2 separate regions of the Mus musculus genome follow, and region 2 is linked to region 1. Evidence: chromatin contacts called from public promoter capture Hi-C data. All regions are on one chromosome and are shown on one strand. The core of a region is the stretch at or near the end of the contact, and the rest is flanking DNA. Distances in the headings are between cores, read along the strand shown. Region 1 overlaps Gm30015 (a long non-coding RNA gene). Region 2 holds the start of Dpagt1 (dolichyl-phosphate (UDP-N-acetylglucosamine) acetylglucosaminephosphotransferase 1 (GlcNAc-1-P transferase)).

Region 1 (5,910 bases), core at 1,722-4,221:
ACCCAGGAGTGGGGCAGGTGAGTGTTCATCCACTTACGTGTGCATAGCACACACACACATGCATACATGTACATTTAGTCTGCATGGCATTTATCCTCATATGTGCACTGACACTCAGGCAAGCACATGGAAACTCTCCCTGCCTGCTATTTTGGGTGAGGGGAGTAGACTCTAAATTACATTAGATTCATCTACGACATTCCTCTTCCAACACAGACATACCTATGATGAAAGCACTATTATACAGCCTCAGTAGATGCTTGTGTAATATGTTGGTCTTCTCATGTCCTCAGAGATGCATCACAAAGGTTAAAAGGAGCATCCACATCCATGCCTGGCACGTAGGCGTTTTGTATTTTAATACAATACTATTATCTACAATTGAGACACTTTAGTGTGTGCACACATACTCATAGACACATGCGGCGTATTGCTTCATCTATTGCCTTCCGAGACAGGTGCAAATATGAGAACTCCACCCTTCCCCAGAACAGGTGGGTACACTTCTATTTACACCAACAAGCTCACCCTAACCCTGCCAGCCATCTTGTCAGCAACAATAGTCATAGCAAACTCAGGTTAGGTGACTGCTTTCTATATTCCCAAGGCCTTCCAGGCATGGGACCTCACTGGGGCCTTGCAGCGGCTCTTGGGGTGGGTGGGATCAGCAGGCATCATCGCTCTACATTTATGGCTGATGAACCAGAACAAGGGAGTTGAAGTTCCTCATCTGGGAGGCAGTCAGCAGTCAGATGGTGAACTTCGTGGTAGTGAGCTTCCTATGGTCCTTGGATGCTGGTTTGATGACTTCCATCCCTCATTATGGAAAGCGGTGGCCATGGGCAGCAGCGCCTGCTGGAGTCTTGATTCCCGGTCAAAACGTTTTCCAGAGTCAGCCAGGGCCAGCGGAGAAGTGGGAATTGGAGGCTGATAAAGGGAAACCGCCATCATTAGAAATCCCATAAAGTCTCATTTACAATCCCTGTCAGATGAAAGGAACAATTGAATGTGTTGGAGGGAAAAGCAAATACCAATTTCCTTTAGGACGCCCAGCCTCACACAGCTGATCCAGAGGCTCCAAAAGGGCATGTGTGTGTGTGTGTGTGTGTGTGGTGTGGTATGAGTGTGTGGTGTGTGTATTTGTGGTGTGTGTGTGTGTATGGTGTGTGTGTGGTGTTGTGGTGTGTGTGTGTATGTGTGTGGTTTGTGATATGTGTGATGGGTGGTGTGTGTGTGTGTGTGTGTGTGTGTGTGTGTGTGTATCTGTCCTCCCTTGGCTCCCTCCTGCTCTGCATGCTTTCTTGCCCTTCTGTCCAGGTTCTCTGTGACTCTGGAGGCTCTGGTTCAAGGGAAGAGAGGATAAAAGGACAAAGAAGGGACATTCTCTCCCTCAGAATCCACTTGAATGTTATACTTGCTTTGGCTAAAATGAAGAAGAGATTGCAAGTCCCCAAACACCTGCCTGTCATGTTCTCTCAGACCCATTAAGAGGCCCTGAGGGCAGCTCCTTTCAAAGCATATGCAATATATATGCAGTAGGGAGGTGGCCTAATGATGGGGCCTGGAGAGTGGCTGCCACTGCTCTTCACCATGCTTGGTCACCACCTTGGACCTTGGTTTCTGCAACATGTGGCCTTGAGGGCCGCATGAGATGAGGCATGCAGAGCCTGAGAGGGCGCCTGGCATGCTGGTGAACCATACTGAGTCAGCCCTGCCCTCTGTGTTGCCAGCTTCCTGGTGAATGCCTTCACTGACAGCGCTGGGAGGCGGCCTGGAGAGAAGCATATCACCAACCAGCCTCCTGGGTGTGCCTGGCCCGGTGAGGGTGGCAAGGAGGGAGGAAGGAGGGGCAGGGAGGAGACATCTGTTTGACACTCTTGTCAGCATCCGTTACCTGGTGTGTATTTTCCCAGGAGCTGATTACATTACAGCATGTGTTGATAAACATTTGGAGTCAGAGCAGAGGGAACTGAGCGGAATGCTAAGCGGATGGTGGCATGGTCAGGAGATGCGGAGAAAGGGCTGACTTGGAAGAGCAATAGGAGATGCTAAGCACCCTGTCTGGAGCCATCTTAGCCTAGCTGGCCCTGATCTCTTGATTTCTCCCCTCCTCTGATGTTCTGGTCCTCAGGAGCAAACCATCTAGTCTTGGCCCAGAATTAGACAGCACCTACAGCAGAAGAGGGGTGGGACTCAGTCTGTCATAGATCCCAGTCCTTCTTCTGCAACAGTTTGCCTAGTGGTATTCTGGACCAATGCCTTAAACCTCCCTGAGACTCAGACGTCTCTGTTGTGGTCTTAACATCCACACTAGAGTGGAGGAAAGGCTAAAGAAGAAGCTATCCACTATGCCCTGCACATGGAGTCAGGTTCTGTACTTCTTGTTCCAGCTTACGAAGACAGCCGCCTCAGTCTAGATGTCTGGCAACCTTTCTTACCACTGCCTTGACCTAAGAGAGGCATGGCTGTTCTTCTTCCTGATACAGACTCCTCTCCTTCCAACCATGGCTAGGACTGCAACATGTACCCTAGGTTGAACATCGTGGTTATTGTCCCTGGAGATGAGCACTTGGGTTCCAGAGCACAGACTGTCAGGTCACAGAGCTTAGCTCAGGGTAGAAAGGACAGGATAACTCTTTGTAGTTTAGGAAGGACTCATCCCTCTCTGGGACCGAATCCCTAGCTTTCCCACAGGACCTTGAGTGATTGTTTCCTGTGTGCAGCTCTAGTCTCTGAAGTTGTGACTTTCTTGAGGACAAAGGCTTTGAGATCTTCAAGGAAGTGTGACTGAATCTCTTTCCAATGTAGACTTGTGCCAACTAGAACGAGTGACTTGGTAACTCTGGCTTCCAATGTCCCTCTCATTCTTCTGTGGCCACCATTTCCAGATGCTCAAATGCCTCCTCAAGCTGCTGGGCTTGCCCCAAGTGGGATGAGCACAGTGGGGTCAGCGCCATCTAGCGGATATGGGGTCACGGGGACTGCACGTCCGAGTCTTTCCCAGTGTATGGGACCCAGGACTGTACACCACTGCTTGATGGGGGGGGCGGGGGAGGGGAGGGATACTTTGGCCACTGCCTATATTGACCTTCTGTTCTTTGCGCTGATTGAGTGTACAGATGTTCCTGCAGAGAACTCTTTCCGAGTTGAGGGACACTTCGAGGGCAGTAGGCCCGAGTCCCGCACCCTGGTGTCCCAGAGGCAGCCTGTACCCCTCCCCCAACACTGCAAGTCCTACTCCCCTCTTCTCTGTGCCACAAAGAGGCCATTGATTGGCAAGAGTAGCCGGGCTATGGTAGGGAAGCCGAGGGAACAGGCACGCGTGCCCTCGTGCAACTACACACACACACACACACACATTCACATTCACGTGCTACACACGCACAATGCCTCTTTGCAGCCCCATCACTCTGCAGCAGGACAGGACAGAGTGGGAACTTGGTGTGAAGAAAGAGCTCTGCCTCGTGATAGCAGGTTTCCCGTTCCTCACCCTCCACGACTCATTTTTGTAAGCGTCTTTGGATGCATCCTTAGCACTAAACCTCCATTCTGACCAGCTAGCCACCCCCATCCCACCCCTCCCTCGCGGGCTCTCCACTCCCTGCAAAGCTTTTCAGTGGCACTTAGGAGCCCTTTTTAATACCAGGCGAAGCCCATACCTTTGGGAAAGAGGAACTGCTATGTGCAGCGGCTGCAAAGACAAATACGTTGCAGCAAAGCACATTGGCTGCTGTGGCTCACCTGGCCCTCCCCTGGGAAGCCCAGATGGTGTGGCAGGGGAGGAGAGGGGAAGAGAGGGGGAGAGCTGGGGCAGCTCCTCCTTGATGTCTTGTCTATCTCTTTAATTGGAAAACTGCCAGGGCCTAAGGATGGCACTGGATTTGTGTCTGTTTGGGGTGCTTTCTGACCCATCCACAAAGGGCTTTGTGATTCCCGCTGGGATAGCAAATCATCCACCTTCTGGGCTGGGTTTCCTATCGTTACATCTACATATTCAAAGAGCAGGCCTGGTTCTTGGACCCTGCCCCCAAGGCCTCCAGCTGGGCATCTGGGGGTCGGGGTGGGGGCAGGCAGCTGATAAGGGTGTGACGAGCTGTGGGAGTGGTAGGAAACAGGCTCCTGGACTTGGTCCTTGGTCCCTCCCTCAGCTCCTACTGGCCACCTGCCACTCATGTGTACACAGGAGTTGGCTAGGGGGAAGGGAGGGCGGGGTGCTGGCTGGCAGAGTTTATAATGTATCTTCCTGTTATTCACAGGCAGTGTGGAGGGGCCCAGAGAAGTGAAGGTGCTTATCTGAAGTCTCATAGCCAGGAAGCAGCTATGCTTCAAGTCAAAGCTAGAAAGAAGTGTGGCTCTGTCTATGTTTAATCATATATGTGTGTGTGTGTGTGTGTATACACACACATATGTATATATCACATATATACCGTATATATGTGTTATATGTATTATACTATATATGCTATATGTATGTATATATGTATATGGACTGAGGGGCAGACAGGATACTCATGTTCAGAGAATGAGTGACATCCAGAGAAAGAGTAGGCAGGCACCCACACATGTATGTTTATTTTCAACACTGTTTGTAAGAAGTCGACCTTAGTGGGTTCCTAGGAATCCCAGATAAGGAACCTTGTCAGGAATTGCCTTCTCCTCCTCCCATCCTTTTCTCCATCTCCTCTTGTTTCATTCACCCTTGTTCAGGGATGAACCCAGGGCTTCACACATGGGAAGCCAATGCTCTGCCTCCGAATGCTCCAGCCAGACCTCTCTCCTCTTTGTCCCTTCTTGTACCCCTCTCCACCTACCTCCATCATTGTCATCTTCATCTTTGAAAAAACAAACCCAAACCAAGCCAATTTAAAAAATATCTTCCTCTGTAGCGTAAGCTAGTCCAGAACTCAATATGTAGCCCAGGTTGACTTCAAACTCACAGTAATCCTTCTGCCTCTGCTGGGATTGTAGGCATGCACCACCATGCCTAGCTAAATTGAAAACCTTTTTAGCACGAGGTTTTCCCAAGCCCAGTAACTAACTCTACCTGGGAGCTGCCAGGCCAAGCAGAGTCACTACCCAGACATTACATGCGTGCTCGCTGAGGTGGTGTAGACGGAATGTGGTTGGTAGATAGGAAATAAATAGGGGCTCTGTATTTATGTTCCGTGCCAGCCACAAGTTCGGCTGTGCACGGTTCAGGGAGCTTTATGTCCAATTTTATGTCTAGACAGCGTTTGGGATGAGGTTATCACCTCTCCTCTAATTGGAGCAGGAAGGCTTCCCCGGATGCTGCTTTCGGGATGTCTCCTGCTGTCCTGGCGTTCCCATCTGTCCCCAAGAGCAAGACTTGGGGCAAGAGAACCAACAATGAAATTGTAGTCAGGATCTGTACATGTTTTTTCAGCCTTGATTTTTGTCACCAGATAGCCACATGACCTTGGATAAATCATCCTCCCTTTGGCTCTTCACTTCCTCATTTGCAGCCTAAAGGGGAAAGCTGGTTCTTCGGGTGGGTATGCCCCCTGAAGTCTGCCAAATGGGATCACTGTGTGCAGATAGGCAGGCTGTATAGTGTGCAAAGATACCCAGCCAAAGAGTAGACAGGAGCGGAATCTAGTCTGTGAGCTCATCAATCTATGTGCCCAAGTGGGCCTGCATCCACTTGGCAAAGGGAACACCTTTTCTAATTCACCTAGAGGTGCTAAATGGGCAAGTAGTGACCTTGCAGAATCCTCTCTCAGCTTGGCCTCCTGCTGGTGGAATGGGAGTGCCCTAGGGAGGGCTTTCCAGGTGAGATAGGGGTGGCAGGGGCAGATCAAGGCCAGTGGGAATATGTTAGCTTGGAGCTGAACTTCAGAGGTAAGGAAACTTGGGATAGTGAGGCCACCCAGGCTGCCAGTGTCTCCTGCA
Region 2 (5,890 bases), core at 3,188-5,687, 600 kb before region 1:
TCTGCCACATACATCAATCATTTCCTCTCTCATCCATAGGCCTACATACCAGTTGTGGTAAAGCAGTCCCAAGGTGGTAAAGAAAAATGGTATCATGAAGTAAAGGGAAAAGATATGATCATCTCGATAATCACCTTTGGAGCAAAGCAAACAGAAGGGAGTCAGTACCGGCATCCCGCTGTGTACCTTGGTCTCATTTGTATCTAATTTATGTTCCCAGCCATTAGGAACACAGCACCCAAGTCACTTTCAAGACCAACTCTACCCCACCCTGCCACTGCTGCTCCCTGACTTCCTATGTAGCCAAGTCTGGCGGGCACCTCCCATGTGCTGGGATGACAGGTGTTTGCCACCGTGCCCAGCTCTAACTTCCCCTTTCACATCACCCAGGCCATTCCCGATACTCTCATTACTTTCATTGACCTATAAAAAAAAAAAAAAAGCTAACAACAGACTAGAAAGATGGCTCAATGATTAACAGCACTAGCTGCTCTTTCAGAGGTCCTAAATTCAATTATTCAATTCTCAGCACCCACATGGTAGCTCACAACCATCTATAATTGTAGTCTCATCGAATCTGGTGACCTCTTCTGGTGTACAGATAAATGTACATGTAGATAAAACATCCACATGCATAAAATCTTTTAAAAAACAAAACATAAAAAAACAACCAAAAGGCTAGTGACTCCTAATATTCAGAAGACACAGGAATATCTCCTGGTGTAAGACCAGCCTGGGCTACATTGTGAGTCCCAGGATAGCCAGAGGTATGGAGAGGAAGAGAGAGAGACACAGAGAGAGACAGAGAAAACAACAGAAAACCTAGTGACTATCTTAAATGTGGTTTAAAAATTCCAGCTGGGATTTGATTGAATACCAGTTTTATTTCCTAGCTGTGTGAAATGACACATTGAATTTTGGTAAGCTTCCATTTATCTGTCAAAAACTGGGTACTGCCAGTTATACAGAGTCATTTAATTTAAATGAGATAATGCTTTAAATATGCTTAGCTTTAGCTGGGAGACAAGGGGAGGCACACATCCCTTTACTCTCAGAACTTGGAGCTCTGTGAGTTCCAGGGCAACGTGGTACATCCCTGTCTCAAAACAAAGCGCTTAGGCTTAATAAGCACTTGTTGATGTCCAACACGACCAAAAGTAACTAATACTCAAACTTGGGCTTACATAGAGACTAAGACTTTGGGAATCATACACCAGAGGGAACCGTAAAATATTTCAATATGAGGGGCTTATTTTAGAATTTGTTTTGGATAATTTGGGAAGGGATGAAAGGAAGTAGACATGTGCTCCAAACTGGGAGCACAGAAGGCCAAATACATGAATAACTTAACTTTTTTTTTTTTTAAGAGTAGGAGGAAGCCAGGTGTGGTGGTGCAGGCCTGCAATTCCAGCCCTTAGGAGACAGATAGGATGATCATAAGTTTGAGGCTAGCCAGGGTTACATGGCAAGACTGTCTCAAAATAACAAAACAAAAGGAAGCAGGAAGAACTAAATTGTTATTTGAAAAAAGCTGTACCCTCTCATGTTAGCTGCGGGATTGTGGTCATTTTTATATTGCTAAGTGTTCTGGGTCTATCTGTAATCAGACAGGGTTAGGAAGGCAAGAGTCTTTCCCCACTATGGTCAGAGAGTGATCGTACCTGTTGCTGGGGTTCTGTGAAGCTATTTATGCCCAATAGAAATAATTGGTCGCCGGGTAGTGGTGGCACATGCCTTTAATCCCAGCACTTGGGAGGCAGAGGCAGGCAGATTTCTGCGTTCGAGGCCAGCCTGGTCTACAGAATGAGTTCCAGGACGGCCAGGGCTACACAGAGAAACCCTGTCTCGAAAAACCAAAAAGAAAAAAAAAAAAAAAAAAGAAAGAAAGAATTGGTCTAGCTATTCATGACCATCAAGCTATACATGATAGCATTAATGCTTTTGTTTCTCATGCTTAATTCCTTATTGCTGTGTACAAAGTAAATAGCTCCCATTCTAAAATCACTGTTGTCTTGTCATTCCCCACCCCTTACACACACACAAGAAACTCTCTAGAGTCATACCAGGCAATTCCCTTAACACCCAGACTTCTCCTTCTCCCCAATCTCACCTACCTTCCAGTTCCACCAGGTTGAAGACAATGATAGAAGCAGAGATGACTAGTGACTGACCGGCCTCTAGGCCATTAATGCCCGCCAGGATGTTGATGGCATTGGTACAGAACACTGCAAGCAGCCCCATGTAGACGTAGTACAGGATCCCTGGGGGACACAGCGAGGAGTAGGATTTGGATTTGTTTGTTAACAGAACAAAGCACAAGATGAATGGAACACCAGAAAGGATCCAAATAGGCAAGGTCTAGTAGCTCAGGCCTATAATTCTAACTACTTGGAAGGCTGGGACAGGAGGATTACCTGTTTAAGGCCTGCCAGGGCTAAATAAGTTCAAGGCAATTTAGTGTGTGACCCTGTTTGTTTTGTTTTTTAAAGATTTATTTATTTTTATGTATATGTATTTGTTATTTTATGTATACACTGTAGCTGTACAGATAGTTGTGAGCCTTCATCTGGTTGTTGGGAATTGAACTTAGGACCTCTGCTCTCTCAGGTCAACCCTGTTCCCTCAGTCCCTGCTTGCTATGGCCCAAAGATAAGTACACTGTAGCTGTCTTCAGACACACCAGAAGATGGTGTCAGATCTCATTACAGGTGGTTGTGAGCCACCATGTGATTGCTGGGATTTGAACTCCAAACCTTCGGAAGAGCAGTCAGTGCTCTTACCCGCTAAGCCATCTCATCAGCCCTATGACCCTGTTTTGTTTTTTTGTTTTTGTTTTTGTTTTAAATACAAAACAGAGACAGGAAAAGCTTTGATAATAAGTCTTAGTGCAAGCATGACTTCCTTGAAACAGGAAGGAAATAAGAGATAGGGAAGAAGGAGGGAAAAGAGAGAAAGTAGATACAAGGACAGAAAAGAAATGGTTGATGGGGATATGGACCACCAGGAGGGGTCCTCTATTGGGACCTCAGAGGCAAGGGTACCAGAAAGTAGGTGCCACAGGGGCAGTAGTGGCAAGGTTACTCACCCAAGTCCAAATGCAGGCCCAGAATCCAGCGGAAGGGCTTGGGCACCACGATGGTTGTATTGCCAAAGTTTGTGAAGTAGACCATGAGGAGAGGTAGTGAGGCAGCTGTGGGCAGCAGCAGCTTGTGGCGCCAGCGGAGATTGAGGACATCATCAGCAAACCCCAGGAAGATCATGCAGCAGATGGCAAGGAGGGCACCTATTAGGGCCACAAACTGGGGGAGAAGTGGGCACGTAATGACTCACACCTACTTCTACTCTGTCAAGAATTCCTGTCTTTTCCATTTTTTTTTTCGGAGTTGGTGATTGAACGCCGGGTCCTTGCACATACTCACATACTGAGAAAGCGCTCTACCACCGAGCTATATCACCAGTCCAAGAATTCCTGTCTCTATGGTTGTGGCCACAAGCATCCTTTTCCCAAATCCAAATAACCCCAACTCAAGTGCCCGGCCCCAGCCAGCCCGCTAATAACTTCCCCACTGGTGCACTTACTTCATGGTGGGGGAATGCCTTACACTGCTCCTCCACGAAGCAGTTCAGGAAGGGGAAAGGGATGAAGCAGAAGAGGATGATAAGGAAAACAGCACCGCTGATCACTCCCTGGGACTCTGGGCTGCGGCCCAGCGGGAAAGGGTGGAGGAGGAAGAAGAAAGGGGCGTGGTCACTCACAATAGTAGGGGTCCCAGTAAACCAAAGTGGCCTTCTCAGGATTTTGTTTGTTGGGGAGTAGGGAGAGCGTGCACAGGGCAAAGGATACCTACCCCTCTACAACTCCTGACACCCAACAGTTCCATTCCGTCCTTCCCAAGGATAGACAACTTTAATGACCTCCCAGAGTTCTGGGTGCCTAGGTTAGCTTTCCGGCTAGTGCAAAGCCAAGCATCTCAGTCCTTGCCCCTGTTCTGCACAATCCTGCCCCCCCCCCCCCCAACCCAGGACACTCGCGTGCGGTTACTCACATCTGCTGCTGGCTGAGCTTGTTGAGGTCCTGGCCACAGAGGCGCGCGGCGATAAAGTGGCTACGGAAGGCAGGGATGAGGGTGACTGTAGCCACGAATCCCAACAGCGAGCCGATCAAATTCACCAGCAGCGGCAGCGGCAGGGGCAACTCCGGGAAGGCCCACATGGTGACCCTCCGGTGGCCGCCGCCCCGCCGCCTACTCAGCTAACTGGTAAGCCAGGAACAATCCCGTGGCCTCGGCAGCCGGCAGTGCGGCTCCCAACCCGCAGAGGATTCCGGCGCCAGCGGGAACAAAACCCAGCTAGGACGCTAGGACCTGACCCTCCCTCCTGACCAGCAAGAAGCTCTTAGGAAGCAACCTCGGCTCTGCCCCGCTGCACCTACCCATTGTTTCCACCCGGATCTTAATTGCGAAAGAACTATCGCTGCTGAAGACCGAAGCACCATTTTTAAAACGGGCACTGTAGCCGGACCGGTAGTGTTATTTTAAACAAAGCTTTAGTTCTAAAGGAGTGGTACCATTAGCGTTTTTGAAAACTCAACTGAAGAAAATACAAGAACGTGGATACTCTCGAAACAATCATATTGTGCAGCTCAGAGTGGAAATAGGCTTTGCCCAGTTCCAACATGAACGCTTCCTCGTACCACGTGGCTGACACCGCTAGTTCTGTGGTTCCACGTCGTCTCCCTCGCAGGTCGGGTTTAAAGGGCTAGCAGCCTGAGCTTAGTCTGGGATGCCCTGGGGCTGGAAATATGGCTACTGAGAGCTGGCCGTGGTCAGGAAGAATGAGAGTGTGGAAGCACACCCGCTCTTTGCAGGAAAACTGTTGCCGACGTAAACACTGGTTCCAGAAACTCAGGAACAATCTGGAGGGTTTTTAAAACCTGGGAAGCTCAGACACTCGAAAAGCCCCTCCCGCCCTTTTTCTTGTTCATGATCCAGGTACTTTTCCCACAACCCACCCACCTTCTGCCTCCACTATAGCAGTTTGTTGCTGGGCAACCTACCGCTGCATTTCGCCAGGAGGAAACTGTTTGAGCTTTCAGGTCTTCGATTAAAGCAGGGATTAAAACTTGATGTTGGATCACAGCACTGTGCCAACGCTTTCCAAATAGACAGAAACCGACGCATTGCAAATAACTAACGAGGCAGGAGAGCTTGTCCATACCTCCAGTGAGCTTGTGGGTTTCCTCCCAGTCAAGTTTCTTCCTCCCAGTCACTTACTTGCCTTTTGACACCTGTACACGCTAGTAGTACAGCAGTTCACTGGAATATTGATCCCTTAGGTGGCAAATGTTTTCCTCAGAGAGGAATCCACCACAGAGAGTTAGGGAGTTGACAATAACATGGCGTTTTGTCCATCCCCTTTTGAATTACAGCATACTCCTAGAATCAGGGTGAAGTTGACACTACTTAGGTCAAAGAATTTCTTAAGGGCTGGAGAGTAGGCTCAGTGGTTAAGTCTGCTCTTCCGAAGGTCCTGAGTTCAAATCCCAGCAACCACATGGTGGCTCACAACCATCCGTAATGAGATCTGACGCCCTCCTCTGGTGTGTCTGAAGACAGCTACAGTGTACTTACATATAATAAATCTAAAAAAAAAAAAAAAAAAGCCGGGTGGTGGTGGCCCACGCCTTTAATCCCAGCACTTGGGAGGCAGAGGCAGGTGGATTTCTGAGTTCAAGGCCAGCCTGGTCTACAGAGTGAGTTCCAGGACAGCCAGGGCTACACAGAGAAACCCTGTCTCGAAAAACCAAAAAAAAAAAAAAAAAAAAAAAAAAAAAGAAGAAGAAGAAGAAGAACTTCTTAGGTTCCTTTTTCTGAAAGTCAGGTATTCAATG

Evidence for each region. Promoter capture Hi-C pulls out the DNA fragments that hold promoters and counts their contacts.
Region 2: a promoter capture Hi-C map of embryonic stem cells shows a contact between it and region 1, with 4 times the contacts expected there. The contact joins the promoter of Dpagt1 here to the enhancer-like site in region 1. A contact is called at or near these places in 7 of 39 promoter capture datasets (the 3T3-L1 cell line, the SN4741 cell line, embryonic stem cells and 4 more).

What each region holds. Positions count from the first base shown.
Region 1 is chr9:43,727,877-43,733,786 of GRCm38.p6, reverse strand. The region is part of intron 2 of Gm30015 (a long non-coding RNA gene); the gene reads left to right. Among named protein-coding and RNA genes, the nearest start is that of Gm30015, 7.6 kb to the left of the region's middle. Within about 2 kb of position 2,971, at least 33 of the 459 cell types and tissues checked have an H3K27ac peak or open chromatin away from gene starts, as enhancers often do. A contact at or near this core is called in embryonic stem cells, where this site is marked.
Region 2 is chr9:44,325,362-44,331,251 of GRCm38.p6, reverse strand. It overlaps Dpagt1 (dolichyl-phosphate (UDP-N-acetylglucosamine) acetylglucosaminephosphotransferase 1 (GlcNAc-1-P transferase)), which reads right to left and starts at 4,437. Exons shown (of 9, transcript NM_007875.3): 1 at 4,047-4,437; 2 at 3,580-3,700; 3 at 3,086-3,299; 4 at 2,115-2,261; 5 at 50-134. The coding sequence starts at 4,213.